Regions from separate parts of the Mus musculus genome. Here all the other regions are linked to region 1. Evidence: chromatin contacts called from public promoter capture Hi-C and targeted proximity ligation data. All regions are on one chromosome and are shown on one strand. The core of a region is the stretch at or near the end of the contact, and the rest is flanking DNA. Distances in the headings are between cores, read along the strand shown. Region 1 holds the start of Zfat (zinc finger and AT hook domain containing). Region 2 overlaps Tmem71 (transmembrane protein 71). Region 3 holds the start of Tmem71 (transmembrane protein 71). Region 4 holds the start of Phf20l1 (PHD finger protein 20-like 1). Region 5 overlaps Phf20l1 (PHD finger protein 20-like 1). Region 6 overlaps Tg (thyroglobulin). Region 7 overlaps Tg (thyroglobulin).

What was found. Promoter capture Hi-C pulls out the DNA fragments that hold promoters and counts their contacts. Capture Hi-C pulls out chosen DNA fragments and counts their contacts.
Region 2: a promoter capture Hi-C map of neutrophils shows a contact between it and region 1, with 10 times the contacts expected there. A contact is called at or near these places in 3 of 39 promoter capture datasets (the 3T3-L1 cell line, embryonic stem cells and neutrophils), 4 of 130 datasets of targeted methods (epiblast stem cells, extraembryonic endoderm stem cells, large pre-B cells and 1 more) and 1 of 9 other capture datasets (liver).
Region 3: a contact with region 1 is called in a promoter capture Hi-C map of liver, with 6 times the contacts expected there. A contact is called at or near these places in 5 of 39 promoter capture datasets (the C10 cell line, HPC-7-derived erythroid cells, liver and 2 more), 1 of 484 Hi-C or Micro-C datasets (B cells), 6 of 130 datasets of targeted methods (astrocytes, extraembryonic endoderm stem cells, large pre-B cells and 3 more) and 2 of 9 other capture datasets (adipose tissue and liver).
Region 4: a targeted proximity ligation map of microglia shows a contact between it and region 1, with 7 times the contacts expected there. A contact is called at or near these places in 11 of 39 promoter capture datasets (the 3T3-L1 cell line, the C10 cell line, HPC-7-derived erythroid cells and 7 more), 6 of 484 Hi-C or Micro-C datasets (B cells, CD4 T cells, liver and 3 more), 15 of 130 datasets of targeted methods (DN3 thymocytes, astrocytes, differentiating embryonic stem cells and 12 more) and 2 of 9 other capture datasets (adipose tissue and liver).
Region 5: a contact with region 1 is called in a promoter capture Hi-C map of liver, with 8 times the contacts expected there. A contact is called at or near these places in 3 of 39 promoter capture datasets (hippocampal neurons and liver) and 4 of 130 datasets of targeted methods (the NIH/3T3 cell line, astrocytes, large pre-B cells and 1 more).
Region 6: a targeted proximity ligation map of pro-B cells shows a contact between it and region 1, with 4 times the contacts expected there. A contact is called at or near these places in 7 of 39 promoter capture datasets (the 3T3-L1 cell line, the C10 cell line, cranial neural crest and 4 more) and 5 of 130 datasets of targeted methods (astrocytes, embryonic stem cells, large pre-B cells and 2 more).
Region 7: a targeted proximity ligation map of microglia shows a contact between it and region 1, with 5 times the contacts expected there. A contact is called at or near these places in 5 of 39 promoter capture datasets (the C10 cell line, embryonic stem cells, hippocampal neurons and 1 more), 1 of 484 Hi-C or Micro-C datasets (CD8 T cells), 5 of 130 datasets of targeted methods (astrocytes, embryonic stem cells, large pre-B cells and 2 more) and 1 of 9 other capture datasets (embryonic stem cells).

What each region holds. Positions count from the first base shown.
Region 1 is chr15:68,256,829-68,261,154 of GRCm38.p6, forward strand. Zfat (zinc finger and AT hook domain containing) reads right to left here and starts at 2,028. Exons shown (of 16, transcript NM_001145888.1): 1 at 1,840-2,028. The coding sequence starts at 1,858.
Region 2 is chr15:66,538,641-66,542,966 of GRCm38.p6, forward strand. Tmem71 (transmembrane protein 71) reads right to left here. Exons shown (of 10, transcript NM_172514.3): 6 at 2,933-3,118; 7 at 157-232. Among named protein-coding and RNA genes, the nearest start is that of Tmem71, 20 kb to the right of the region's middle.
Region 3 is chr15:66,558,608-66,562,933 of GRCm38.p6, forward strand. Tmem71 (transmembrane protein 71) reads right to left here and starts at 2,439. Exons shown (of 10, transcript NM_172514.3): 1 at 2,123-2,439; 2 at 673-755. The coding sequence starts at 712.
Region 4 is chr15:66,575,468-66,579,793 of GRCm38.p6, forward strand. Phf20l1 (PHD finger protein 20-like 1) reads left to right here and starts at 2,105. Exons shown (of 21, transcript NM_001081409.1): 1 at 2,105-2,380.
Region 5 is chr15:66,607,200-66,611,525 of GRCm38.p6, forward strand. Phf20l1 (PHD finger protein 20-like 1) reads left to right here. Exons shown (of 21, transcript NM_001081409.1): 9 at 2,327-2,409. Among named protein-coding and RNA genes, the nearest start is that of Phf20l1, 32 kb to the left of the region's middle.
Region 6 is chr15:66,744,337-66,748,662 of GRCm38.p6, forward strand. The region is part of intron 34 of Tg (thyroglobulin); the gene reads left to right. Among named protein-coding and RNA genes, the nearest start is that of Tg, 76 kb to the left of the region's middle.
Region 7 is chr15:66,816,653-66,820,978 of GRCm38.p6, forward strand. The region is part of intron 41 of Tg (thyroglobulin); the gene reads left to right. The region is part of intron 1 of Sla (src-like adaptor); the gene reads right to left. Among named protein-coding and RNA genes, the nearest start is that of Sla, 13 kb to the right of the region's middle.

The sequences.
Region 1 (4,326 bases), core at 778-3,277:
AAGGGTCACAGCCCCTGCCTCAGGAGCTCTCAGGAGCTCTCAGAGTCTCTCAGGAGCGGCTCTCTCCAGCAAAGCTGTGAACAGTGAGAGACTGCCTCTGAAGGGAGTACCTGCCCCTGGAAAGTTTGACACGCTGAAAGCTTAACAACCCCAACAGGTGACAAGGGACAAACCATTAGGCTAAATCCCCCTCTATTAAACTGACCCATCTTGATAGAGAGGTTTTCAGGGGCAGCATGCATGAGACATCTATAAAAGAAAATGAGAGGAGGAGAAACAGTGTAATCACCCAACTCTGACTAGGCCTGCTCTGAGCAGCCACTAGATTCTCCTTCAAGACAGCGATAGCTGAGAAGCTGTTGTGTACACTACAAGGTGGGAAAAGAAAGAAGCAGAAACCTTTGCACCCAAAGCAAAAGATACCATGAAAAAGAGACCAACACAGAACAGAGCTGGAACACACACAGAACAGAGCTGGAACTGGGGCAATGACCACCCAGCCTGTTTACCACCCAAAGCCGCCTTTCCAACACCAAAACGGGAAATTTCCCAGAAACGAGCTGACAGAAATACATTTTGTTCAAACTATGAGCCTTCTTCACTTGTCATGGCTGGAAAACAGAAAGATAACCTGTTTGGGGCTTGTTGTGTGTCCCTTTGACCTATAGCCACTCTGTAGCACCAACACTAATTTCACAGATCAAGTGATAGGTTCCAAAGCTAAAGGTGGAGAGTAGTGGAGGTAAGCCCCAGGAACGTGAGTTTTCTGTCCCCTGTATGGATGGACCCAGGCTCCAGCAGGAAACCACAGTGACGTGTACAAATGATCAGCAGCTCCTTCACTCAGTCATTCAATAGAAGGTCACCCCTACTAAGAGCCTGTCTGAATTCCAGGGGACAGTGACAAAGGCCAAGCAAACATATGGTTCACATTGTTTTCCAAGCCAGAAGTCCGATCTCTTTAAAGCTCCACTGTCAGGAATCTGGGCTCTCAACTTTTCTCTTCTTCAGTGAATGACCAACTAAGAACAACCAGGAGACACTGGCAGCGACCCTCGGAAGTCAGGGTCCAAGAGTCTAAATTGGTGTCAATCACAGGCTAGAGGTCACAAGCTTAAGGTTAAGGGGAGTCACCAGGGGTTAAGTGAAAAGTCTACCCTTCCAATGAGACCAGCTAAAGCAGCTTCTGGCTAGACAGTCTGAGGGCTGCCTGGAGGAAGTGGCCTGGAGCCACTTCGTTCAAGCGCACGAGGACAATGCCCTACAGCACTGGGCCAAAGACAGAAGGCAAATGACTACTTGCATGGGACAGGGTCACCCGTGATAAAGCCCATCTCTCTCATTGGCCGCTCCCTCTGAAGGTCACTAGAGAAGGCTGGACTTGAAGCACGTCCTGGCTAAGAACACGGGGTTGATCACTGGGAAGGGGAAGTCATCTACTTTACGAAACTGTTGACTAAGCAAGAAGCCAACTCAAAGCTCACACAAACAGCGGCAGGCAACGGGACTCGAACACCTATGCAGCCAGACGCCCGCGGATGGCCGCTGGCGGGCGCCCTGGCACCGCCCACAGCCCTGGAAACTGCTCCCCAGGCGCGCAGGGCGCTCCCCTCGCTTGCTCTCCACCGCCTCCCTTTTTTTTCTTTCCTGCGGCAGGATCAAGCCAGCTTCCAAACGTGGGCCGCAGAACGCTGCGACGTCGGCGCTCCGCCCGCCCGTGGATCCCTCCGCCGGCCCGAGTCTGCGCGCGGCCTCCCCACTGCACACCACGAGCGGTTTCCCGCGCGGCGCCGCGCCCCACCCCCACCCCGCCGCGCCCCAACCCCCATCCCCGCTCACCTGCCGTCCGCGTCTCCATGGCAACGCCCCCACGGCGGAGGAAAAAAAAAGCCTCGGGCTCTTCCCGGCTCCCTCCCGGGCTGAGCGAGAAAGTCGGACACCCTGAGGAAACTTCGCTCTTTATTTTGATTTTTTTAGGGAAAGAGCCGGAGAGGTTATGGCGAATCTGCGGCATCCAACATGGCGGATGGAGTCTTCGCCCTCCTCTCCCCGGGGATCCGACGCCTACGTAGCGACGTCGGTCGCGGGGAACCGCCCTCGGCACGCAAGGCACAGTGCGCATGCTCGCGGCTACCCTAGGTGCCGGCCTCTCGTCCCGGCGTTCTGCGCGCTGTTTTGGGCCACGCCCGGGGCGGGACGCTGTGATCCTGGGACGTGGGAGTCAGGACCCGGAATGTCCTGAATCCTCTTCCGTGCGGGGACGGCTGCGAGTGGGCAGGCTAGTGCGCCCCTTTGCATACTAGCTTTTCCGGGGCTCAGTTTCCCAAGTTGCCGGTCGGGTTGACTAGGTGTAGTTGGCCCAGGCAGGCTCTCCCAGGGTCCGGGACGAGCCGGGTTGGAAGTGACAGTGCCTCGCACATCTTTTTTTTTTTTTTTTTTTTTTTTTTTTTTGGAAGCTCAGTGACCACCTTTCCGTTTTTTATGTTAGGAGCTTAGAGCCCCCTCCGCACGCTGCAGGAAGCGTCTGTTCCACGTAACTTTGATAGAATATATTTCTACCGACATCGAAGTCCCTTATCCCTACCTATCTTGGTCAGCTTTTTAGCATTCGAAACTGGGAATGAGTTTTAGAGTTGGCCAATTAAGTATATATATAATAATAACAGTCGTACTTGTGCTGGTAAAGCTATCTTTTAGAAAGGTTTTTAAATTAGCCATTGTAAAAAAGTACTCCACACATACAGAAACAAGAGAAAAATGTTAAAAGAAGCAGGACGGAAATGACCGGCGTCTGGGCAGCCCTGGTTTGTTTTTACAGTGCTGGTGAAATGCTGAGTATAGTCCTTCTGTAGTGTTTAGCTTGGAGTGCTCCTCAGACAGCTCTAGGTTCCTCTCTCTTACCCCCACAGGTCGAGGTCATGTGTTTATTACTTCTTCACATTCAGTTGCGCATAACTGTTTGCTACCCCTTTCTGCCATGGACTGAGTTTGCCGAGCGGAGAGAGGGTCCTGTCACAAAGGCCCCTGGGTCTTTTAGTCTTTGCCTACCCATCACAGATTTCATAGTAATGCTACTGAACGACTGAATGAGCTCATTCATTTTGTTCACTTTTTTAAAAACAAAAACCAGAAACGTTGACGTGCCTTTGGGCAGTGAACCTTAAGATGACTGGTCTAATTCTTCATTCTTCTGTTTAGTACATATTTAAAAACATCTTTATTTCAGTGGGCAGGTGAGCAAAGGACAGGTGTTCAGGAAGGTTGTGTAGCTTTTTTGAGATCACATAGACAGTCCATGAAGTGTGTGGCCCCACCTTTCCACAACCCACCAGATGCCGGTAGACACAATGTGAGGAGAATCAGGAAGTTGTTGCTTCACCTCCACTAACTTCTGCCTCAGGGAGGGCTGCGTGGCAGGGGAACAGTAACATCTTTCATTTGAAAATGAACTAACCAGAATGCTGCATTGATGTGATTTCCTTTTTAGAACTCCAAATATTTACACTAATTTTCTGTCAGGACATGTGAGTTGTGCTGGTTGCTGACAATACTGGTTTTGTGCTGGGCTGCCTTTCTTAAAAAGCAGCACTGAAATACTATTGATTGATTAGCAGGTGGGTCGATTGCTCTTGAATGTTGTAGCCAAAATCAGTTTTGGAAATGAAGCTAGTTAACATATATCTCAAAACTCAATGGCTCCCAAACAGTAAAGCCAAATTTTTTTTAAGAAGAAGAAGAAGAAAAAAAAAAAAACTGACTGTAGATGTGGTCTTGAGGGGGTGAGGGGTGGCTGTGATTTTTCTCCACTATTCCTTCCTTAAATCTACTCATTTTTTCAAAAAAGACTTATTGCATATCTTTTCCCAGGCTGGTCCCAAGAAGGAGGAAATTAGTAAGGAAAGGGACGGAAGGCAGTTTTGTGAATGGAGACACCACAGTTGCTTCCTCACCTTCTTGTGTGGCTCACACTTTCAGATGGGGACATGAGTGTGCACTTAGAAGGCAGAGGCTAGCTTTCAGTCTTCTCTATTGTTGTGTACCTCATGTTTTGAGATAGGGCCTCTTGCTGAACCTGAAACTCATTGTCTGACTAGCCTGGCTGGCCAATGAACCCCTAGGATCCTCCTGTCTCGCTCAGCACTAAGATCACAAGCCCACCACACCTAGCGTTTTTTAGAAGGTGCCTAGAATCCAAACTTAGGCCCTCATGTTTGGGCAAAAGAGCTTTACCCCTGAGCCATCTCCTTAGCCCTGACTGACATTTTTAATCTTTACATTTCTAGATGCCTTCAGTTAAGAGAGAAGAACTAATGGAATGAAATGGAA
Region 2 (4,326 bases), core at 1,086-3,585, 1.7 Mb before region 1:
AGAAAAAAAAAAGCAGTATCATACCAGATAGATGAACAAATTTTAGCTATAGAGCTACCTAAAATGTTTTATGGTAAGAGACAAGAAAATTATCCATCAATTGCTGCTCCCCATTTATTATGAAATGTTATTGTAAGCAAGCAAAACCAAGAATACCTTGTGTATGCAGAAATGACTAAGCACACTGCTAGGAGGATTGCCTGAAAGGAGACCTTATGCATCAAACCAGCTCCTGAAGGAAGAAGAAATCAATCATAGATCATTGCTAATTAAATAACCCTGGAAAACAAACTTCTTCTAAGTCTGTTTCATAGTTTTCAGATGTAGGACATTTTAAGCAATCAATCATCAATAACAAGATAAAAATCATGTCAAGTGTGGCTGAAGCAATGGCTCAATGATTAAGCGTATGCCTACTACCTACATGGTAGTTCACAACTTTAGGTTCAGGGGACCTGATGCCCCTTTATGGCTTCCATGGGCACCTGCACACACATGCTACCTATAAATTCATGCAGACATATACACCTATGCATACATTTTGAACATATTTTTTAAAATCATGTCACATATGGGTCAAATGATTAGAAAACCCTACAGTCAATGAATTAAATGTCCCCTCTCACAGCAAAACAAGAGATTATGCAAGTCAAAATGTTTCAGACTTGCTATTTGCTTTGATATTGGAAGAAGCCCTTGTAGAATTTATGCTAAAGTCAGAACACTAAAAATATGATGATGAATATGATTATGTCAATCACAATAATAAGAATGCCTATCATTTGCAGAGTGTTTTATAATTCACAAATGCTTTTAATACGTTGGCTAATTTAATTATCCTGAAATCATGCAAGGCAGGGGACATAATCTCAGTTTTGCATATGAGTAGACCAAGACTAAGAGACATGGTGCAATAGTTCAATAACAAACAGCTATGAAGTACCAGAGGCAAGGTTTTAAAACCACATCTAGACAGGACATAATGTTTTGTCTGAAATGAGGCATAGAAGGACAATTGCAACTTTGCTTTCTGGAAATCTCTAAAGACCAAGAAGAAAAAGATACATGTATTATGAAGTACTTAATCTTTCAAAATTCTGTAATCAGTGAACTATTTCAATGGGGTCAAATCATGGAAGAAAGAAGCACAAAACACCCAGCACTTGTAATTAGGAGACTCATAAGAATCATACCCTGAGTCTCAGACTAATCACCCGTAAGAAATCAGAGCTGACTTAAAGATGAACACGTGAGGGTTTAAAAATATATTTATGAATAGATCTCAACTTAATCCCCCCCCAACACTACAGAAGCTCAATTTTGCAACAGTTGTTTAAAACTCAGAAAGACTTTATACTGAGAATGTTTTTATTTTTGTGATTTTATCCTGGGAATGAACACAGAGTTAGCTATAAATCTCACTGAATCCCTAGTGTGGGCGGAATTCTGAAGTCTGGCGAGTCAAAGTGGAGCAATAGTAAATTATGTCACTCAGAGTGTGGAAGATTTATGTATACTGTGAATTAAATAAATTATTGTGGGGTTCAGTTGAATGTTAACCATTCATCTAAAGTGTATTTGCATTCTCCATCTCTTCTGATTTCATGTGCAATTAAGGAAAATAACCCCAGCTTGAGACACGACAAAGTTCTCTGGCTATGAACACTGATGGGTCACTGTATGGTCAATTTGGGATCCAAGGATAGCTATGACCTTAGGTTCAGAGAATGCTGAGACATGCAGGCAAGCAGGCAACAGTGGTGCAGCTCATGGGCATAAGAGAGAGGAGTTCTGTGAACCAGAACATTGAAGGCTAGGCTCCCTAGAAGAGGTGGCTGCTGAGACTCAGAAGGTACTGATAGCCTGGTGGTTATCCTCACAGTCAAAGATAGATTTTTCTGCTATTGAAACACATGTACCTGGAACTTAAATACCCTTTAGCACTTGCTGAACAACTGCAGAAGGAATATATTGTGCGGGACACATGACTAAGTCTTTGGAGGAATGCTCAGTGGGACACTATTCAGTAATGGTTTATAGAGGCGAGTAAAACCAGGATCATTTCACTCACTCTCTGCCTCCCACAGTGATAACCTCAGTTGTATTGAGTATTCATGTAGACAGGACACCGTGTACAGTCTTCTAGGCTGTTTTCATTGCAAAGCGAAAACTAGGAAAATCTCTCTGCCCAGGTTCAAGGTTAAATTTTAGAGTTTGTCACCTGCGTGTAGAGCCTAGTACATTTTTTTCCTATGGTGGCTCCTTGTGCTGTAGATTATAGGAGAGGCTCTGAAACATGAAATCTCTGCAAGCTTAGCAGAGCGAGCTCAGCTCTCCTCTGCTGGATGTGAGACATCATGAAAATGTCATTAATCTGCTGCTGACAAGCGAGAGTCATCAGCACACTGGTGAGCTTCTTTCACTCCTCATGCTAGGAAATACCAAGAGCTGCCTTCCTGAGTCATAGCACTAAAAGACGTGGGCTTTTGTTGTTGTTGTTGTATTGCTTTGTTTTGTTTTGGGTTTGTTTGGTGTTTGTTTGATTTTGGTTTTGTTCTTTTGTTTGCTTTGTTTTGTTTTGTTTTTCTTCATTTTTTCTCCTTTTAGAGCATATCAAACACATGCTAATGATCAAACAGTAAATAATAGAGACCTGTCATCCTTCCCCTCAGCTTTATCAAAACCTAATACTTATCAGGCACCAAGGTTCTTAAAAAATAGAACACTGTATACCCAGGGTTGCTGAGGACTCCATGACTAAAATCAAAGGCATTTGCCTCTGTATCTTCTGGACACAACCAGGAGCCCAGGTCCTCCCTTCCTCAAGCAGGTTGATACCAGTTCTTAAGCGTACATTAGTCATGGCTACATCATTCTTACGTGGCAAGAAGGAAGAATAGTTTGGGTGTGGCAAAGATTTAAAAGGACTCACTTGAATGATCCAAACTGTTCTTTTCGAAGTGCCCTGATGCTTTCACCTGAAGTTGAAGAGAGGAACTTTGGGAGCTTTCTCTGAGAGACTGAGGCAGGATGTAGCCAGAAGAGGAGGATTCTGAAGTGTCTGTGACTGGCTTCTGAGACTCCCAGCCATCACTCAGAGAACAGTCTAGATCACTTCCTGGAAAAGCAAAAGAATTTAATCATTCTCTCTCTCTCTCTCTCTCTCTCTCTCTCTCTCTCTCTCTTTCTCTCTCTCTCTCTCTCTCTCTCTCTCTCTCTCTCTCTCTCTGTGTGTGTGTGTCTATAGGCATGTCTTGGGAGACAGCCGTTCTCTATCTATCTATCTATCTATCTATCTATCTATCTATCTATCTATCTATACCTCTGTGTGTATATACATATATCCAATGATGCTGTTGTACTTTTTATTTCTGTTTCTATGATGAAACACTCTGACCAAAAGCAATTTGTCAGAAGAAAAGAACTGTTTATTTGGATTAAAATTCCAGGTTACAGTCCATCATTTTGGGTAAGCCAAGGCAATAAGTCAAGCAGCTAGTCACACAGTACACTCCCAGTCAAGATTAGAGAGGAAAAAGTGCACCAGTCATGATGGCTTGCTTCTGCTCAGTCAGCTTCTTTCCTGCTGATGCTGTTCAGGGGCCCCAGACAAAGCACTGATGCGTTGCATAGTGGGCTATATCTATTAGCAAGCAAGATAATTGCACATAGACATGCCCCACTTGCTCTAGATAATGCCTCACTGAGATCCTCTCTCCTGAGTAACTCTAGGTTGTGTCAAGTTGACAATAGAAACTAACCAACAAAGTTGCCCTGTGTAAGGTTCCCAATAATCAGAACAAAAGCAACATTGCCTACTGCACTAGCGGAGGGGGGTAAGAGGAGCCTGCCTTGTGTTGTTTTAATCTGTCCCCATCCTTTGAGGTATAAACAACATATCTTCAGAACACAAATAAGCAAAGATGAGAAGAATGAGAGTTTGGTAAAGGAACCCAAATATAGTTACGACCAAGTAGCTCAGCAGAATTCAGGGAAAATATAGTTTTACAACAAATGGAGAACAGACCACAGAAAGCATTGGCTTTCCATCAAAAGAGTAGGGGCTTCATTTATAGACGATATACTGTTTCTTAGTAAGAATGTCACCATGTAGATATTCATGTGGTATTTCTTCTGGATAAATCAATGTACAGTTCGATATATAGTAAAATCCAGGTGGCCCTTGAAGAAATCATGAAATGATACTATAACATCATGTAGGCAAGGGCATGGATTATCTCATCTTCAACCTCCAAGTGATGTTAGGTTATGAATAGATTTATTTGAAGGATCTGTGTAAGCATATGAGCCTTACATCTTTACAAC
Region 3 (4,326 bases), core at 1,189-3,688, 1.7 Mb before region 1:
TAAAGAAGATCCAATCCATAGGCATGACAATGGGCTTCACTTGGAGGAAGATCGAAGGGGATTCGTAGTGTAAACTCTATCACACAATTTTATAAAAGGCAACGGCAGTATCAGGACTTCTAACAGCCTGGCTCAGAGAAACTTGATTTCTGTGCTGACAATTACTACTGAAAACAAATAAGGTAATTTAGACTTTCAGCTCAGGCTGTTATTTTATTAGTTAAAAAGAAAAAGAAAAAAAAAGAAGAACAACTGGGTGTGTGAGAGAGGGTTACAAAGAGGGTTGGGAGAGAAAAATAAGAGGAAGGAAGAAACCACTACCGTTTGAACAACGCCCTTATTTTCTGAAAGTTGTGATCAATCTTTCAGCATTTTTGTAGACAGTTTTGCATCTTAATAGTAGCCAATAAATGGCCTCCTTTCACATTTATGCATAGGCATCTAAAAAAATAGTGATTTTTTTTTAATCCTAAAAGAAAAAAAAATGCCACATTTCTTTCAAGGAAAGAAATGAAGTCGAAATCATTGCCAAAGCGCACACACTGGCATTTAAAAAACACAAGCTACTGACAGATGGCTAATGGTCTGAGTATCAGCAAAATCAAAGCAAGGAAATTGCTAAGAGGACTCTAATCGTTCAAAGATAATTGCACAGAGCAGTTTCACATTTACTTGCTACTGGTGTCGACATCAGTGGAGAGTCTCGGTACATCTTGAGAAGGCCGCTTGTTCAAACTTCACAGATTTTTTTTTTTCTGCAAAAGACGTTAAAAAAAAAAGATGGACTATATATTAAAAATAGACAAATGATGCCAAACAGATGGCGTCTACTAATTGCACTAGTCAGATTTGTTTGCTGAAATAGTACAGAGATGTAGGATTGGAGAAGCAGACCAGATTGTGGGACTTCAGTGTGGGGCTGCCTACTTTAAATTCTATTTTTCATTGTCTCATTCCTTAAGTCTGAATATTCTGTAAATAACAACACCATTGTGAGAGAAAAGCAATACTTACAAAGGTTTATTTGTCATCCAGATTAAATAGGTTTTTGTTACTTAATTAAGAAATCTGAAAAAGAGGCTGGTTCTAGTGTCCTTGAAACAAATGTGTATTTAAAGCAGCCAGCAGAACTAGTTTCATTATTGAGTTGCAGTAAGTGCTTGGAGATTGTTGCCATTGACAAGTGGCCATGGAGAAGGTCAAGGCTTTTGTGGTGGCTATCAGTCTGAACATTCCTAAACAGCATAAGCTATACTGAGCTACAAATAGACCACCACAACCCAGATTACAAAGTCACATTCCTGAAAGCTTAGAATTTACTTTTCAATTTCAAAGTAAGCATGCTTCAAAGTGTGCAATTTGTGCAAATATTGATCAGTTACCTCTTATCACATAGTTCTATCTCCATGTAGCTACTGAATTACATAAATTATATAAGTGTATACATATACATATGTTTGTATGTATATAAGTATATATGTATAATACGACCCTAGTAGTTTTATAAGGTGACATGAGAGCCTTTTATGATCTAGTAGTTCTGTCCCTGTTTTTGATAAACATGTCAACTAATAATTGATTGCTATAACATAATACATTAAATCAGTCACATCAACTCTAAGGCTCAAACTAGATTATTTAATAATGTATAGTGAACCTTTCAAGGAATCATATACTCCAGCTTATAAGATTGTCTTAAATAATACAGAACTTTCTAGCATTCTTTGGAAGATTTCTAAATAAAGACACACATTTTTAAAAAAGAAAATCACTGGTTTGAAAAAGATAATATCCATACAAGTGAACATACTAGCATGTTCCTTGTGATTTCAGCATTGAGTAATACAATAAGACTTTGTCCAGTCCAAATGACTATATGTTAGTTTTCCTCAGGCAGTAAGCTTAGTTTTAAGGCAAGGCATTGTGCAGCAGAAAGCAAGGTCTCGCTGTTTGATCTTACAAAAGCGAGGAGCCATGTACAGTGAGCATAATGCCCGCTAGTCAAGAATTAGTAACTGTGAAAACAACTTGCATTCACAGCTCAAGAACTTTTCAAGAAACAGACTCTGTCTACCAGCTCATCAAAGCAATGCATCTGTTCTGAAATATAACTTGCTCATACATATTCCTCCACAGGGAGTCCCCGGGCTCTTCTTCCGACTGATAAATGACAGGAGGGTTACTGAAATACGAAGCTTCCCAGTGGTTGGTAGTGCAGAAAGCTGGACCGAGCCGTTCTTCAACTGAAAAATCCCATCAGAATGTCAACAGGTGCAGAAGTGACTTCCCACAGAGCACCCCGTCTTCCCTTCTGGTTGGAGATGACCATGTCTCTGCCACTTTCACAGGGCAATTTGGTGGTCAGGGGCCTCTGGATCTTTCAGCTGCTTCCAAGAATAGAATAGCTTGTCATTCTTGGGAGTTAGTCTCACGGGCCTTGTTTACTTTCAATATCAGCCTTTCCGAACTAGAGGCAGGGCAGCAGAATGAGGTCATACTTCCTGTCACGATCGCATCAGTGGTGTTCACAGAGTAAATACAGCAGATCTTCTTGACCATCAGAAGGGAACAGGCAACCCAGAGTCAGGTCAACTCCATACATTGTGATCATTGAGGGATGCTTCTCAGAGCTTCTGTGTCACCTCAAACTATATTAACATGAGAAAATTTAAGCCATGTTTCCTGTTTGACATTTTCTGGCTATATTCAGTTATGAGTAGCATACAGTTATTATGCTCTTGGTCCAATTAACCTAAATATATCAAAGATAGCATCAACGCTATCAAGTTCAGGATGCTATAAAAGCTATATATTATCTATAATAATGTGATTTTTATGAGGCTATCCTCTGATACATATGCAACTAGAGACACAGTTCTGGGGGGAGGGCGGGGTTACTGGTTAGTTCATATTGCTGATCCTCCTGTAGGGTTACTGACCCCTTTAGCTCATTGGGTATTTTCTCTAGCTCCTTCTTTAGGGGCCCTCTGTTCCATCCAATAGATGACTGTGAGCATCCACTTCTTCATTTTCCAGGCACTGGCATAGACAGGCTAAGATTAAAATGGTCTTTCACGATAGCTTTGGGACCTCAGACTTGTGGCTTAGCATCTTTGAGCTGCAATTTTCTCAAATTTAAATGTAATAATCTATAGCCCCAAGGTTGGCCTGCAGAATCAAATGAGAAGAAAGAAGAAAGAAATAGCTGGGTACCTGAGGGAATGTGCAAGATGTATTCCTTATTGGATTTTGTGAATTGACTTCTCTTTGGAGAGCTTGATCAGGATGGTGGAGAGTTTGTGTTATTAATTCTTGGGGATTGCTACCGAGATTATTTTTGATGTTAGGAGATATCAGTATTATTTCCTACGCAGAATCCCACATTCTTTCCACCTCCATTGTCTCTCCCTGGGACTCCACTTACTACCTCATTCTGACTGTATTTTATGCTAACATTCCAACTGTCTACTTGGCCTCTATCCAACACATTATGCACATACATATCTCACTATGTAAATTTGATTATGTCATTCCTTAAATTAAAACCTTCATCTTTGCTCCTCTCTCATAATAAGTTCAAAATCACCCCTGCAGCCTATGAGGCAAGTTTTAGCCTCATACTGCACACATTCTATCTTCTAAAGTTTGACCATGTTGATCTTCAGCCTTTCATCTTGTTCAGGTTTGCTTTCACCTTGGAGTCTTTAAACATACTACCGTTGTTTCTACATCTTGTTCCTAAGCAACTCCTTCTACATGACCTCTCCTAGATCAAGTTATGAAGGCCACAGCTCTCTACAATTTTTATTTGGAGTGTGCGTCATAGCTACAGTTAAGGAACCAAGAGACTTTCTATGTTCCATCTCCTGCTTTACTTCAGAGCCTAAGGTCTATCTATTCTTTTCTTGTTATATATCATGGTGTAGTATGAGGTTTAGTACATACTAGGAAATTAAAAATGTATGAGTTGCATGACTACCAGCTACCTCAGTCTGGGCTTTTTGCCACACACACTACAGAATTATATCAGGGCCTGACATTGTTCTTCTGGTCAGAGTCTGGGAAAGCTAATAATCTGGAAAGAGTGGCAGGGATGTCATTCTAATACAGAAATTACTCCACAGTAAAATAAGTATCCAAAACTTAGTTGTTTATAGTGATATGCTTTTATTTCCTCAGGTGGTGACTTTGTAATTGGTCACCATGGCTAAGCTGAGCTTTTTTCCAGAACTCTTTCCACTTCATTTTCTACCCAGCAACCTGTGCAGAATGTGAAATGTGTTAATGGAGCATGAGCCTTGTCTGGTTATGTGAAGGTCCATGTGC
Region 4 (4,326 bases), core at 855-3,354, 1.7 Mb before region 1:
GGAGGGTATTAACTCCACAGGACCACAAGTCACTCAAGCCACTCAAGCCACTAATGCACCTAAGACCTCATTCCCATTTATAAAACATTCATTTTTGATTTGACTATTTTACACACTTGTAACATAAATTTTAGTCATTTTCACACCTGCTTCCCCTTCTCACCCCCTCCTTCACTGGAACTCCTCTTCTAAACAAGTCTCAGCTTTACTTTCATGTCTCCATTTTGAGTGTTGCTCAATGAGTTTGCTAAGGGTTGCTTGCCTGAGTGTACATGGTGGTCCCTCTCACTTTTATTCTATGGTGTGCCTTTGAGGGACTCTGTTTATTTCTACTTGAAACAGAGAATGATCATGCTGGTTGACACTCAACATAGTAAAGAGTATATACATACATTCAGAAAAAGTATATATGTATATATACATATATATATTCAAGCACACATTTTTAAATGAATGCACACATATATATGTAATACACACACACATCTCTTTCTTTATCTATCTATCTATCTATCTATCTATCTTTCGTCAGAAACCTGACTTAGTGGTACTGTCACTGATGTGATTTGTAAACTTTGTTCCATATTCTGCACATTGCTAGCATCTTTAAATACAAATTTTAAAACAATATAGTTTAAATAGCATTTAAAGTGAGACCTATAGCCTCAAGGGGGACTAAATTCATTAGATTCTAATATTTTCATCCCATCTAATGAAGGGTTGACACTTCTTCATTAAATTTAGATTAGACTCTGAAACAAATGATCCTGATTTATAAATATATGTTTTTTATTTGACAACATTATACATTTTATTGTTTAAATCAAGTGTTGTTTTAAATTGCATGTTTGTTTTAGGTGATCCATAATTCCTACAGTCATCCTAGTGTATCAAGGACTTCTACTGCTAAAACAGTAATTATTGCAAACATTGTAAATCACAGTACTGGGGGACAAAAATATTTTAGAACTGTCTTCTTGCATTGGCATTTTCTTGTGTGTGTGATCTTACTTGTATTCTAATTTTACAGCAAATTAAATAACCGTACATAATATTTTAAAAGTGGAAAGTATAATTCTGCCTGTGACAGAAAAAAGATTCTAGAAATAATAGAAATATTAATTGTATTGGACCAATGAGAACCACAGAGGATTAAAAAGAAGAACATAAAGACAAATATCATCTCAGAACTGTCTTATTCGCATTGTTTGTAGCATCACTAAGCTCAGTATAACTCTGCAACTATTAGATATATATTTCTTGAATGAATGTCTTTTGAATAAAAGGATGATTATGAAGATTTTCTCAATTTACCAAATCTCTTGAAAGTCAGAGAAAACATTTCTATTTTCACTGTACACGATGAAGCAAGATAAATATAAGTGTCATTTGTATGCAGTGATGCACTTTTAAAACGTGGGAGGCAGAGTGATGGAGTGGGGAAAAAAATAGATGTTTTCTCTCAGTAGCACTTTGAATGATAACTTGTAGATCTTCTCAAAGTTGGGATAGGGATTCTCCTGCTTAATATAGACTTTGGTACATGGTAGGTGTTCAACAGAGGTAGTCCTATACTATTAATTGTGAAGACTTGTTCTATTAGTACCCTAAACTTCTTAGGAATTTTTAAAGATTCTTAAGAATCTTTTATTTGTTTTATAAAGATTTCTGAATTTGGAAAGTAGTATAAGTGTGCAGTTTTGATTGTCATGTGATATATTTATAGCAGAGTGTCGTGACAAAGTATCCATTCAAAAGAGACAATTCTGATTTTGTAATACAGATCATTGTGTCTGTCCTTAACGTGGGATAGAACAGACACGGTGAAAAGTGTGTGGTGCATTGACAAGTTTGCCCAATGTGTCAAGTAGTGGGATTTGTTAGAAACCAGCAACAATCACAAAAGGCCACCATCCTCTTGACCCCACCAAGGGGAATCTAGAGCCCAGGTCTTTTCTATGTGTAAGTAGCCCAGCCTGGCCGAAGCCCCACCCCCAGAATAGTCCTCCAATCGGCTGCGCCGCGCCAGCCCGGCCCTCGCGTACCACGTGACTCAACCCAGCCCGCTTCCGGCGCGTCGCGGGCGGCTGACGTCCCCGGCCGGCGTCGCGTCAGGGCTGGCCGGCGGCGGTGGTGGCTGCGGAGGCGGCAGCGGCGGCAGCGACGGCGGCTGCGATGGTAGCGGAGCCGGAGTGGGCTTGAGGGCTTCCTCCCGCGTTTCCTCGGGCCGACGCGGCGCCGCGGGCCCGGCTCACTCGGCTCCCGCTCCCTCCCTTGCTGCTGCCCGGGCAGACTCGAACGAGGCCCGCGCTGGCCTCCCTGACGCGCCCCGGCTCGGCCCCGGACGGCCCGGCTGCTGTGCGGAGACGAGGCCGAGTCGGTAAGAGGCGGCGGAGGGGCCTGGAAGCTGCCGGGTCCCCGGGCTGCGCTCGCGCCCGCGTTGCTCTCGGCCGGCGTCCCGCTCCCTGCCATCCGCTGACCCTATTGTCTGCGCGCCGCCGCGCTACCCCCGCCTTCCTTCCCTTGCCGGGCCGGCGGCTGTCAACCTGCAGCTCCCGGGCTCCGGGCCAGCCGCGCCGCGGCCTTTCCTGGCTCCCCTTGACACCCCTGCGAGCCCGCCTCGTCCCCTCTGCTTAGCTTCGCGGTCTTTCCCTCACCGCTCTCTAGCTCTGTGTGTCTGTCTCTTTCCTCTCACTGTCATCTCTGCAAACTTCCACCATCCTTACAACGAACTCTTTTTTACCGCTTTCTGGTCTTTTTTCATTTCTCTTTTTGTTTCCTTCTCCCCTTTCTCGCTCCCTGTTCCACAGTTTCACTTTAAGGGTCTGTCCAATAGATTGTCTTTCGTAAAAGTTCCTAATTCTGCCGCCTCCCTCATTCTCCTGTCTCCTCACAAGAGAATGGAAATCGTCCCTGCCTTTTGAGGTCCTCATTCCTGAGAGTCACGGGGGATTAGATTTACAGGCTGGAAGTTTGATCTTAGGAAATGTTAGCATAACTGGCAAACTGCCTCTTCGGATTCTATTTCTGTACATTGAAGTAACAGCCTTGTATGTTGCACACTTACAAGATTTCTATTTAAAATATTTATGTTTGTTCCCATTACACCTAGTGTGTCCTGGCTATGAATCTTAACCTCACTGATGCCATGTCAGGATATTCTATATCCCCTTAGGCACGACCTTGTAAACTTGATCCCCCATATTTTTGTAACAAGCGTTGATGCTATTTCTTTTCTTCCCTTTTCAGATTAAAAAAAAAAAAAAAAAACAGGAAGGGACATTTGGAATTCTGTTTGCTCTTAAGTTTTACCTGTTTTAAACAGTGGCTAAAACATTATAAGATTTTTCGTTTGTGTGGGGATTTTTCATTTGTGTGGTGTTTATTTTTTTTTTTTTTAAGCTAGAAAGATCCTAGTGAGTAGTAATGTAAGAACATGTTCTAAGCATCTCCCTCCAACAAGAGCAGCGTTAGATTCCTGGTCCCCAACCCGTTGTATTTTGATAAGACCGTGCTTGCCAGTTATTATTTTCATTCCACTATTGATACCTTGAGAATATATGCATTCTCTTCAAATACTCGGTAGTCAAAAAGGCTGCACGTGTGCTAGGCAAGCCAGTGTGGCCAAAAGATCATTAAATACTTAATGTAAATGGGCTATAGTGAAGTATAGTGAAGTAACGACTCCTGCAGGTTTTTTTTTTTTTTTTTTTTTTAATTGTCATTATGGGCACAATGTTGAGTTAATAATAGAAACCTTACCCAGAGTCTGGCATAATTTGATTATGAAATGTGAAATTTAAGAAAAATCACTTGAAGCCGGGCGTGGTGGGGCATGCCTTTAATCCTAGCACTCGGAATCTCAGCACTCGGAATCCCAGCACTCAGGAGGCAGAGGCAGGCGGATTTCTGAGTTTGAGGCCAGCCTGGTCTACAAAGTGAGTTCCAGGACAGCCAGGGCTACACAGAGAAACCCTGCCTCGAAAAAAAAAAGAAAGAAAGAAATAAAGAAAGAAAAAGAAAACTCATTTGCAAGTCTTTATGTTAAAATGATGCTATGGTGTGCTGTTGAGATAGTATGCACTAACTACCCTGATTTTCCAGAAAGGTTGGTGAGACTCCTCCCTGACACAGTGCTTGTCTGCTGCTTTCTCCACGGGTTGTATGTTCTGACATACTAAATGATTTCTGGAAATTAAGTGGAAGACAATTAAGCTGCTCCCTTCAACAGTTTCAGTAAACACAAGTGTCTTCATTTTAAAACTCACAGTGTTTTCAGCCTTCCCTGGGTGGCTCTTTCCTGAGCATTTTTTTTTTTTTTTTGTC
Region 5 (4,326 bases), core at 1,207-3,706, 1.6 Mb before region 1:
AAGATGCGCTCTCATTGTCATGGACATTGCTGGAAGTTAGAAATGTTTGTGTGATGTCAGGGATTTTTGCAAAACTTGAAAAAAATCCTGAGATTTAAATTTACTCATGACACATACTTTTGACCAAGATTTCAACTTCATTGTTCTTTGAGCACCCCCTTTTGTATTCCTGGGAGTGCTGGCCTCCTGTTTCTCCGTGAAGGCTATCATTGTGGAGTGATTTTGTTTGGTGTTATGATTCATGGTAACTTGATGTTCCCCTTCTGCTCACTGTTTAATGTCCTGGTGCTATAGCTTGCATTCTGTAAGACAGTCTCCTAGAGTAGAACCTGTTTCTAATCTACAGAGAATACGTATTTGAAATGATTAAAGTTAACTTAATTTGTGTCATTTTCCTTTGAATTCTCATTGACTCTGGATATGAAATTTTTCTTATGATGTTGTCAGGGAAAGATAATTGCATTTGGACTTTCTGTCCCTCCAAGCAGAGGGAGAACCTGCTCTCCAAGTACTTGTTTTATCATGTGTCCTCTTTTGTTTATGCCTACTAATTTTTTTAAAGTTGATATTCTGGTCAAGCATACAAAATTTTACTGTGTATATTTGGTGCTTTTGAATGCTCTAGATACCAAGTGTATTTTGAAATTAGTTTATCTTAAGTTCTTCATTACTGTCTGGCCAAATTAAAGGGTTTCCTTTTTCTTTACAACAATTATATAGAAATGGCTTTTAATCAAGTTGGTCTATACTATCGTAATAGGTTATGGATGGATTGTTTTTTTTTCTTTTAAAACTTGTACCATATGCTAAATAATTCATCTCATCTGTTGATGAATGTAAAAAATATTCTATCACTTCTAGGAAAGATAACAGAGTAAGGCATAGTTATTAATATATTGAATGGCAAATATTTGTTGTGTTTGAATAGCTTTAAGGAATAGAACTTCTGCTCATTTCCTGACATAAAAAGACTTTGATTCTGTGTCATTAACAAAAACTTAGGTAGCCTATTGATTCTCAAGAATGGTAGCTGGAAAAGAAACAAAAACAGTGATATGCTGTTTTAAATGTTAAAGAAATACTCTATGCTACATCTTTTGTGTTTATGTAAAATATGTTTACAATGTAAATAGGATTGAATTTGTGGGTTAAAATTTTATAAAAATAATCTACATGCCTTTATTTCTCTTTTAAATACACACCTTACGTGATGTGGGACGTGAAGGAACTATACAGATGGTGGTCTCAAACTAAGTAGAGTACCAGTCACTAATATATCAGATTCATTGCTTTGCACTGCGCCTCTTTGTTTCACACTAGGTGTACACGTTCATCTCTTCAGTAAAAACAGTGTGCCTACTGACGAATGAGCATATTGCATGTGTCTCTCTTAGTACTGTGAGGAGGTCATATGAGTATGTGTGCTTCCATCTTGGTTACTTAACACCTTTGGGGTAGTTATATGAGAAAATTGGCTCATGTTGCCTTGTGAATAACTCTTTGTCCTTTAGTGTTTCAGGGAACCTTTTCTCTCCTATAAACTAATGTTAACAATTTTAGTAATAAAAGTGATAAAAATTCCTATAGCAAGTTTACAATTATCACTTGTTACACATGTTTCCTTTTATGAACAAAGTAGCCATTAAATCTAATATTTGTCTGAAGGTCTGATAAACCTAGTCTCATAAAAAGTAGTGACAGAATGAGCTAAGAATTGTATCCAAGTGAATGCTTTTATTAATTAAGGCAAAATTTTGATGTCTTGTGGAAAAAAAGTGTGTCATAAATAAGGAATTCTGTCTTTTAAAAATCCAGTGTTAGGGATATACATTACAAAACAACTAGAACTTCCCATTTTTTCACCATGTGTAGAATGAAGTCAGGCCAGATGTTCTAAAGACCCACACATTCTTTCCCTTTCATATAAAATAAGCCTAAGAAATGGTATTGAAACTTTTGGAAGAAGATACTGCATAAGTGAGCATAGATGCACTAAGCTAAGGTTAACGAGTATAAGTGAAATTAAAATTTAGAAATGCTTTTTGAAAACTAGTGTGGCAGAATGATATGCTACTCTACTTTATCAGTATTAGCAATATAAAACATCTTAATCTAGACTTTGAAGCCAGAATAAGTTTTATGTATTTAAGGATCTCAAAAAATAACATTAAAAAGAAAATAAGTCAATTATGTGAACAACTCTCAAATTTAAGGGTATTTGTATTTATTAAAAGTTAGCATTTGAAAGTATTCCCTGTAGAAGTTTATTGTGATGAAATCAGTCCTTCTTTCCTAACAAGCCATTCTTGTACAATTTTTTTTCAAGGTTTGTTGGCATCCAAAGCTGTTGGGGTGGATGGTGCTGAAAGAAAAGAAGACTGCAGTGCAACAGCTCCAGTCCTGGAGCAGGTATGAAATGGTAGCATTTGCTTGTTTCAAGGTCCCACTGGAAGGTCACTCACGGAGCTGTAGTACTACGTGATTGCAGTTGCCCTCTGATCAGATATGGGGATAGAGCACTGACTCATTGATGAGACACTTTTAACTCTGCCTTCTCCCGAATATGCACATAAGCTATGGACTGTATTAGCTTATGTTCTCCATAGACTGAAATGAAAGCCATTGTCTCCACAATTAGAAGGCCTGGAGACAGGCATCCCAGGGTATGAGCTTCCAGCTGGACACCTTTAGCTTTCAAAAAGACCCTTACACAAATACTTTTCATTTGTGGATTTAATCAGGGTTTTTTGACATCCAATTAAACTTCTTTTATAAGAAGTTTCTTTTATATTGTAACAGTTGGTGTTCTTAGACTGTGTTTTATGAATTGATCAATGAGCCATACATTTTTGCTAGGATGTATATTTTAATAACTACAATAAAAAAGAGAATTTAAAAAACTTTTAAGGGTCTGTCTTAAACCACCTAATAGAGAAATTTAAAACCGCAGGTTGCAGTTGCTAGAACTGGCCTTGGCTATGTTCACGTACCCACAATACCTGTACATACTGAGCTGTGCATGCTTTTCCATCCTCTAAGGGCTTAACTGCTTAGGCACTGTATGAATACAGTAATAGCCATAACTGAATTTCTTTGGTTCTCCTGTTTTAAAATCTGAGCCTTAATGTAGTTTCAATAAATCCATTTTGTATTATCTTAATTTTCTTTATTAGTAGACTAATAAGACTTTAAAATGAGTACCTTTTGCTCTTCTCTATATGTGTTTTAAAGGATAACCCAAATTTAATTGATATTGTATTGAGTTTTTCAGTGTTGATTCAGGCCTGATTTGAAAGCAGTGCATTGTTTTGATACCTCCATTAATGTTGTATTAAATGAATGGTCTTTTAAATTGAGATCAATATGTCAGTGACTCATACCTTCCAGTTTTCTGTGAGCATCAAACGGTTAAGTCTTTGCCGTTATTGTCAGTATATCAACCAAATTTTAAATAACTTTTTTACTGTGTATGACTATATTTAACGTCCCAGATATAACAATATTTTGTACCCCTACAATTGTTACAATATACTCAGAATGCGATATATCAGGGACTTGGGTAATAAAATATTTCTGGAAAATTCATTACAATGTCAATCTTTCATTACACATAATCTGTGAGGTACATGTGATTGTGAAAAGTACTTACTACATGTGGAAAGATAGTTTAGAATTGAGTAACCAGTTCAGAGAAACAGTTTTAAAAAGAAAGGAAAGTAGAGCAACTCGGCTATTTGTACTTGCATAATTCAAAACTTTTCAAAGTCCTTGCCAGTTTTGTAACAGAGACCAATAATCATTAATTGAACCTTTGTAAATGTTCTAGAGTTTAAGGAACATCACGCTGTTCCCTCTTTTATTTTGTCATTCAGGTTGACTTCAATGTGAAAATGTTTTGTAACCAGACTTAATTTTTATGGTATTTGTTAGCCTTGCTTCTAAGCTAAAAAGCCGAGTTAGAAAGCTCTTAACTATCTCAGTTGGTATCAGCAAGAGACCTAAATGAGAAATTTTGATTGTTGCTAACTTCTGTTGTCCTAAGGAGTTACAATGCCAGTTATGACATATTGATAACAGGCCTACAGCCACAATTTGATGTACTAATGAATTTATATTTCTGAAAGATTCAAACTGTGGTTTTGAACCCCATTATCAGATTATTAGTTATAGATTACTTAATTGTATTAGGGAAATGTCATGTTATATTTACTTTTGGATAAAACTTGCATTTGATGCATAATAATTCACTAAGGTTAAAATATGTTAATTTGTCCTTGTTTAGAAGTTAAGCACCTTACCAAGTTATTAATTTAAGTTTTAAAATCT
Region 6 (4,326 bases), core at 1,010-3,509, 1.5 Mb before region 1:
TGACGCGCTTTTCTAGTCTTTGTCTTTGTATCAACTAATCTGTACAAGGCTAAGGAAGGTGCCACACACATGGGCAACTCTGAGCCTTGACCTTGAAGGGTGGGTCTCTCCTAACAGCCTTCCCTTAGTCAGTTCTTGGACAAGAGACATACTTTCAACTGAGGAACTCTGATAGGTAAAAGCTGTAGGGGACTGGACCTGCTATAATCACAAAGAAAAATAGCTCTTCCTAAACACTGGCTGTCTGCAGACACGATTCTGGGTGTGCATATGGTATCAGGACAGTCTCTGTGGAAAAAATTCCTTTCCTGTCCCCCATGGAAGACATGCACTCCCTGGCCAGAGAATTAAATCACAGCAATGTCACTGGTGTTGCCAAGTCCAGTCCTCTGGATGGAGAGGTAGCAGACTATAAAAGGGAAGGAAGAACTGCTCTTTCACAGGGATCATGCCAAAGAGACTTCAGCAAAAAGTGAGCCTGAGATAAAAGGTAGAAGGCAGAAGATCAGAGAGTTGAGACTCTCCTCCCTACCTCACAGCTTCAGCAAAGAGGGCTGCACACCAGCCATTGCATCCTGACTTCTTTATCCTCACTGTTCTCACAGAGGATGAAACAAAGCTGAGTCCTCCCATGTCCAGGAAAAAAAAATACTGGAAAAACAGAAGCATCAAAGCAGATTCCCACAGATCCTGTGGTAATGGGCTTGCTGATGCTGCTGTCCTCAATTTCATGCAATGTCTGGTGTTTCTTAGCACAGAAATACAGAAGTTCTGGCCAACTTTATGAATGCAAGTGAGTTGTTTGTAGTCCTCCCCAACAGCAGTACCTAGAAAAGAAATCTTGGTGTCTAGAAGACCAGGTGTATGTGTGCAGAACACAGGGGTTACTCAGGTCCATATATCATAAACTCAGGCCTTCCTGCATAGGTAGAAACAGGCCCTGATAGCCCCTGCATCTTAAAGAAGATTGCTTCCCCCACCGCATTCGTATGTGCACGACATGGGCTTCAGTGAGGCCTCACTTGGCTTTGTTCACTAAGTCAAATGTGTCTTCTTGAAATGACAATCACAGCTCTGGGTCCTTTTATCTTCTAGGCAAGGTCCCTTAAAAACTGTTGAAGTTACAGACACAAAAGAGACATTAGTAAGGGATTGTCGATTTCTTCTAGTTTCCTTGAGATCCACACAGATGGCACCACATTCACAGAGCAGTTAGTATATCCTCCCTCCTCCTTCCCCTCATACCAACACTCTCACACTTCCCAGGCACTATGTGTTCCTATCGTTGGCTAGCAGCCAGGATTCCCTCACTGTAGTGCCTTCTTTCTACTCACAAGCCAGTGAGGTAAGGCTTATTCTATTTCTTATGCCCAGACAAGATGAGATTGGAGCTTTTTTCTCCAGCACTTCTGACACAAAATGTGTAGTCCCATCTGCAACCAAGATCCCAATTCTCTAGACATAAGTTGGGTGTTTACTGATTCTTTCAGTTCTGATGCAAAATACCTGAAGTTTAAGTCAGAACTAAGAACCTGTGCAAAGGGTAGAATCTTACAAGCTTCCCCACTACCTGCTAACTGTGAGCTCATGGCCTTCTGTCCTTCCAAGCAACTGACTGTAAGTTAAGAATTTCCATTTCTCCTTGGGTTGTTCAATAGCTTGCCAGAATAATTCAAGGAATACAGAGAAACCATTAGCTACTATTCATAGTTTATTAGGATAGATTCAACTGGGACTGGGCTAGGGTGTAGCTCAGAAGTAGAGTGCTTTTCTGGCATATGTAAGCCTTGGGTTCCATCTCTACCAAGGCAAGCAAACAAAAACCAACTCCTTACAATTCAATAGCCATTTGGAAGACAATGTGGAAAGTGGGGTAGACGGTTCCCGGGCCTATCCTGGCTATGTGCTCACTCACTGTGGACTTTTGCAAACCCAGCAGCTGAGGAGCTCTGTGTCAGAAAATAGAATGAGGTCCTGATCTTACTACATGCCAGTGTCATAAATGTTTGCTATATCACCTGAGGTCAATCCTCAGACTGACCATGGTGTGTTTCATGCCACTAGATTACAGCCGCAGGGAGATCTACGAAGCAGTGTATACAAATGGGTGCTGGGAGCTTTGTCTGAGTCACCTGTCCTCAGTTCATGTTTCAGTTGTCCCTAGATTTTCATTAGAAACACACACAATACAAACAGAGCTCTCTGTGGATTTCAACATAGATTTCTTGAACAGTGTACCCAGATAACAGGAAGTACACATTTAGATAAACACCCTCAGCAGATGGCCAGACTGTTCCCTAATGACTCTGCTCTTGGGTTCCCTATTCTGGGAAGGGACAACAAAACAGGGTGTGGCTGGAGTCTAGATACAGGCCTGCTACAAAGGAGTGTAGGGGGGAAGTTGTTAGCAATTATGGACATTCTGTGTGATGCTTTCAGTATGGGGGTGTGTAACCTCAGCTCAGATGTCGGTATCAGGAAACCTATTGGGAATATCAACTCTCAGGCCAATCCCTGGCCCCTGAAGTTGGACCCTTGGAAGATGGGTCTCAGCACAGTATTACCTGTTGTTACCAACCCCTGAGGCAGATTTAATGTCAGCTGAAATTTGGCAGTTGATGTCTTTAAATGATAGCAAGAGGCGCCTCCATGAAAGTGAAATGAAGGGAGGGAAGAGACTGTGGCTGAAGCTCTGGAGCCTTGAGAGGCCAGGGCTCTTAGTTCAGTTTATGTGGTTACCACAGAGCAGGGTGACTTATTTTTTTTTTATTCTTTACTTTTGTTATAATTTATTTTATTTTATTTTTTATGGATGAATTAATTTATTTTTAATTAGGTATTTTCTTCATTTACATTTCAAATGCTATCCCAAAAGTCCTCCATACTCCCCCCACTCCCCTACCCACCCACTCCTACTTCTTGGCCCTGGCATTCCCCTGTACTGAGGCATATAAAGTTTGCAAGACCAAGGGGCCTCTCTTTCCAATGATGGCCAACTATGCCATCTTCTGATACATATGCAGCTAGAGACACGAGCTCCGGGGGGTACTGGTTAGTTCATATTGTTGCTGCAGGGCTACTTATAAGGAAATACCTCTCACAGTTTTGGCAGTAGACAAGCCAGTTAATGCCAACATGCTGGCATCTGGAGAGGGCCTTCTCCAATTGTAACAGGGTAGAGGCAATGCATGGTAAGGAACAAGGTGAGAAGAAAAGCAACAGTGGAGATGGCAGCTTTTCAAACAGGACTCTTCCCAGGATCAGATCTAGAAGCTACACAGACCTCCACAACCCCTCATCCTCACCACGCTATTTATCTAGTCATGAAGATGGGAGCCCACAGCCCTGACCACCATTTAAAACTTCCACCTATGGATGGCCATAGAGGCAAATGAACTTCCACAAGAGTTTTGAAGGAAGCATTCAAGTCATGGCATGGTGTTTTGCACACCAGACAAAAGGGAGTAAGATAAGAGATAGAAATATGGGGAAGCCATGCAGAACTTTTGGAACCAGCATAGAAACACACTCTGACCCGAGGGACAAGAGACTATGACATGAATGTGCCATTATGAGGGGGAAATCCTCTGAGTGGATAATGCCCGAATTTGTTGATTGCTCACTGTATTTCCTAAGCTGCAATGCCAGCCCCTATGAGGGAAAGGAGTTCTGGGCTTGGTCCTCTTTACATCATTGGAAGGAGGAATAATAAGGAGGCTTTGAAGATTTGGATGTGTTCAGTGAAGGGAGCAGAAGGGAAGAGGCTAGAGCATTTCTGTGGCATCTACAGGATATGCAGTTCCTCATTGAGTTCTTATATCATCTTCACTATACAAATACCAAGGCCAGGCACCAAAACCAGATGACCTGTCCTTGTGCACTTCTTCCTCGTGATATATCATGTTCAAAGACAAGTCTGTCTTTCCCCAAAGTCCAGATATCCCCACTCGTGTAACTTGCTATTTATCATTGCCGTTTATTAATCTTTTGTGCCCTGTTTCTGTGGCACACATTATATATTAGGTCACTTCTTGTAGTCCCACAGTGACCTTGGTGATAGGTAGTGTCATCTTCATAGTACAGATGTGGAAACTGAGGTTACAGCAGCAGGCTTTTGTGGTATGACTAATGACATATGAATGAACAATGCAAGCTACTCCTGGATGGAAGCTGTCAGGCAGTATGAAGTATACTGAAACCTCTTTACTCTGTGTGGTGCTAACTCAAGCATGGTTTTGGACAGAGGCTTCCCAGTCCAGGGTCATAAGAGAAGAAGTCATCATGGAGCTCCACCCCTGACTCATACTGACTTGCACAGACCTCTAG
Region 7 (4,326 bases), core at 614-3,113, 1.4 Mb before region 1:
CAAGCACTGTCTTTGCAAGAAGACTCCTGGGACTGTAGTTCCTCAACAAAAGAAAAAAGTAGAAGCTCTTCCCCATGACCCCTTCTGCTCAGGAGGTTTGCAGAAGTACCAAGACTCACTAGAATCCTATTCAGTCCTTGCTCAATTAATCCCACTAATGTGCCTCCAGAGCCTGGGTGGTTCTCAGCTCCATATGAGTAATTTACTATCTTCCAGATATGTTAGCTTGATCGCCATTGTCTTTCCTGTTGAAATAGTTGTGATGGAGCCTCTGTGGGGTAGCAAATGGCAGAGATATGGGGAGACAGGGCTGCCACTTGATCTACCCTCTTGAGCTAACCTTGAATGGATGAAGGGACAAGAGAAAAGCAGGACAAGACAACGTGGTGGGGGCCCTGGTGCACAGGGACCCCAGAAAACGCATCTAGCAAGACTTTGGTGACCAAGACTGAGTAGGAGATCCTTAAAAGTTGCAGAATTTGATACAGCTAGACATCTGAGGGTCTCATGAGATGTTTGCTTCACACCTCTTTCTCAATTCCTGTTTTTGTAGGATGACTACATTTCTTGTCTTGTCTGGAGTTGATAGTGATGGCATTACTGGCCACTGACAGTCATCTTAGCTCTTTGACTCATTCTCTGTCCCTCTCAAATCTACCTAAACGGGCTAATAAATAATCCTGCATCCCCTCCTTCTGATACTATCCCTATTGTCCTGGGCACTTCATGGATACTCACCAGGGTGTTGTTGATCATGCCATGTGGCATCAGTAAGGATGAAGGATGGTAGGCATGGTGGTGGTGTCTGTCTGCAGATCAACAGTTGCCATAGTAATCTATACCTAAGGTCAAATGGTTTGCTGGCATGCCTCCTTCTATCAATAGAGCAGAACCCCTGGATGAAGGTATCCTCCTGGCTTCCATCTTTTACCCAGTGTCTCTTTATTGTTTGACTAGTCACTTCCTAACTCTTGATCATGTACTTACAGAAAAAAAAAGTTATTCTCAGGGTATTATTCATAGTCATAAACTGTTTCCATAAATAACACAGCAAATATGTACCTATAACTTACAGAAACTGAAAGAGTGACATTTCTTAAATAATATCTATAGACACATACTCTAGAACCTTCATGTGGAGCTTCAGTGGACTATCTGTGGGTATCCCATTTGGGAGATGATTACTGACAGATACCAAAGAGAAACTGGATTGTTTCTAAGCAGGAGTCTGAAAATGTTTTGAAATCATAAGAATCTCTTACAATGTCTTCCCATGAGTAGGGCATTCATGGTAAGGGAATGCTGTGGAGTTTTGCGCCTCACAGACAGCTTTTTTTTTTTTTTTTTTTTTTTTTTTTTTTTTTTTGAGACAGGGTTTCTCTGTATAGCTCTGGCTGTCCTGGAACTCACTTTGTAGACCAGGCTGGCCTCGAACTCAGAAATCCACCTGCCTCTGCCCCCAAGTGCTGGGACCAAAGGCGTGAGCCACCACGCCCGGCTCACAGACAGCATTTTTTAAGAGTGTCTAATGAGACCAGTCTTCAGCTCTGCAATCCTAACTTGCAGACACCATCAGTTCCAAGAGGCGGGGACAACAAGCAGTCAGTGTGATGCAATGTCTGTGTAGAACAAGTAGATGTTCATAGGGAGGAGGGAGCTGAGAAGACTGAGGGAATGAGTTTCAAACAGAGAGAAAAGAAGGCCCCTTCCCCTAAGATCTCTAAACACCTTAAGGCCTTAATCATGTTCTGCTGATTTGGATTCCCTGGGGCATCTTTGTGCAGAAGTTGCCGGAATTAGCCCTCTAATAGAGGAACTCACAGCAGCAACAAAGACCTATACTGGGAATCTAGAAACAGCTGGCTGCCTGGCTGGTGATAAGGCCACTGTGCTCAACTTCCTGACACTGTCCGAGGAAGACCTTGGCACCATTCTGCCCCAGCACCCTCATCGTGTGAGTAACCATGCCAAAGTAACTGGCGAGCCACCTCTGGGTATTTCAGACAGTGCAACATGAGGCTAAGATCCATAGCAAGATTGTTATCACACTCACTGAAACCCCACCTCATGCTCTCCCAGGATGCCTCCTCATGGCTGGATGCTCCACTTCCTCATGATAAGATTTTATTGTCAGAAGAAAAGCAAGCTTGAAGTTGACTTTGATGTTACTTAAGTCACTGACACGCAGTCAGAACCAGCTGGTTAGGTGTAAAACTATCAGTCAGGGTCAGCTCAGCATGCACTGATCCATGACTAATTGCACCAGCAAGGGGAGGCTGTGGAAAATGCCTTGGCTGAGATGAAACTCTAATGCTGATCTGTTAGTCTAGAGCAGCGGTTCTCAACCTAACACTTGTGACCATTTTACACAGTTCCTCATGCTGTGGTGGCCCCCAACCATAAAATTATTTTTGTTGATATCTCATAACTGTAATCTTGTTACTGTTATGAATCATAATGTAAATATCAGTCCTTAGCCTTAGCACAGACTTAGTCTTGGTCTTAGGCAAGCCCTATGAAAGCATCATTCGGCTCTCAATGTATCACAACATATAGGTTAAGAATCACTGGACTAGAGAATAGTCTACCATTTTAAAATTATAGTTTGAGCATCAATAGGAATATCAATAGTACATATTTATATGAAGAATTTTTTATAGATTACATCTTTTTATACCTGTGGTTTCATTTGATTTTCACAAGAATTCTCTGAATTACTGCTTAGGATATCTGAAAACACTGGTATTATTTTCAGGAAGCTTGGTACACATAAGAAGCCCTTTCATGCCGCCTTAAAATTCTTCCTAACAAATATATAAGTAAGGTATTTTTCTCACTCTTACTTAAACCAAAAACCTGAAGCCTCAGGACTTCAGGTTTAGCTTTTCTAAGGTTGTATAGCTTATCAGTGAGGATTGGACTTGGATTTTGGCTGATGGCCTCATAGCCCATGCTCTCAATGCTTCTCTAGTGACATTCTTATATACCCATTTAACAGATGAGGAAACTAATAAACAAAGAAAAAAGGTAATTGCTGTGCTATGAGAAGAATTTCACAAGAGCTTCCAACCTGAAATTCCATTTTCCAAATAATCTTCCTGTACTGGCTAGTTTTGTGTCAACTTGACACAGCTGGAGTTATCACAGAGAAAGGAGCTTCATTGAGGAAATGCCTCCATGAGACCCAACTGTAAGGTATTTTCTCAATTAGTGATCAAGGGGAAAGGCCCCTTGTGGGTGGGACCATCTCTGGGCTGGTAGTCTTGGTTCTATAAGAGAGCAGGCTGAGCAAGCCAGGGGAAGCAAGCCAGTAAAGAACATCCCTCCATGGCCTCTGCATCAGCTCCTGCTTCCTGACCTGCTTGAGTTCCAGTCCTGACTTCCTTGGTGATAAACAGCAGTATGGAATTGTAAGCTGAATAAACCCTTTCCTCCCCAACTTGCTTCTTGGTCATGATGTTTGTGCAGGAATAGAAACCCTAACTAAGACACTTCCTATATTTCTTCAAAATAACAATAATTTATACTTGCTTTCATCTGACAGATTTGAAGGTCATGATAGGAAATATACTTCAAAGATAGAACAAACATGGAGGTGCAAAAGTATGCATATTCTTCTTGTAGAGTCCATCATAACCTTAGCAAGAGACTGCAGGATTGCCCAGGGTAGCAACTGAAGTAAGGATCTGCTTGAGTGAGGAGCTCAGAAGCTGTCAGTGCCCTCATCCTGGTGGGAGCTGGGCTCAGACCATGAGATAAGGAAGTGAGCTGTGCCATGGAAGTGCCAAGTCCATCTGAACACATAGACTATGGGAACAGGATGTCTCAAACAGGAACTGGAAGCTACAGTCACAGGCTGCAATTCAGTGGCTCAACAGACAGCTGCGGAGATGAAAAGAGTCTCCCTCAAACATTCATTCTGTCTCCTGTAGCATGTAGAGACCCCTGTTAGAGCAATGTATTGTCTCTACCCACTCTAGCTAACTTCTGACTCTCTGTCCAGCATCACCTCCAGTGATGGCCATTGCAGATGTGAACTATTCTAACAGGTTCCCAGCTTCTTATTCTATATTCCCAAGGCCTATTTTCCCATCAAACCATGTTCTACATATATATTTCCTAGGGCAGGCTAGGTCTTGCATCTTGAACCATAGTGTTCAAGCAGCTCTCAGATCCAACTGTAAAACAAAGAAAATGTATGTCTTCTACAAAGCTACCCATAAGTGACATGAAGCTAGGCCTTCCTAGAAATGTATTAAAAACTGAAGAGTGACAGGAAGTGTTGAACCATAGTTTACCCTCTCCCCTGCCAGCTGTGGACCCAGC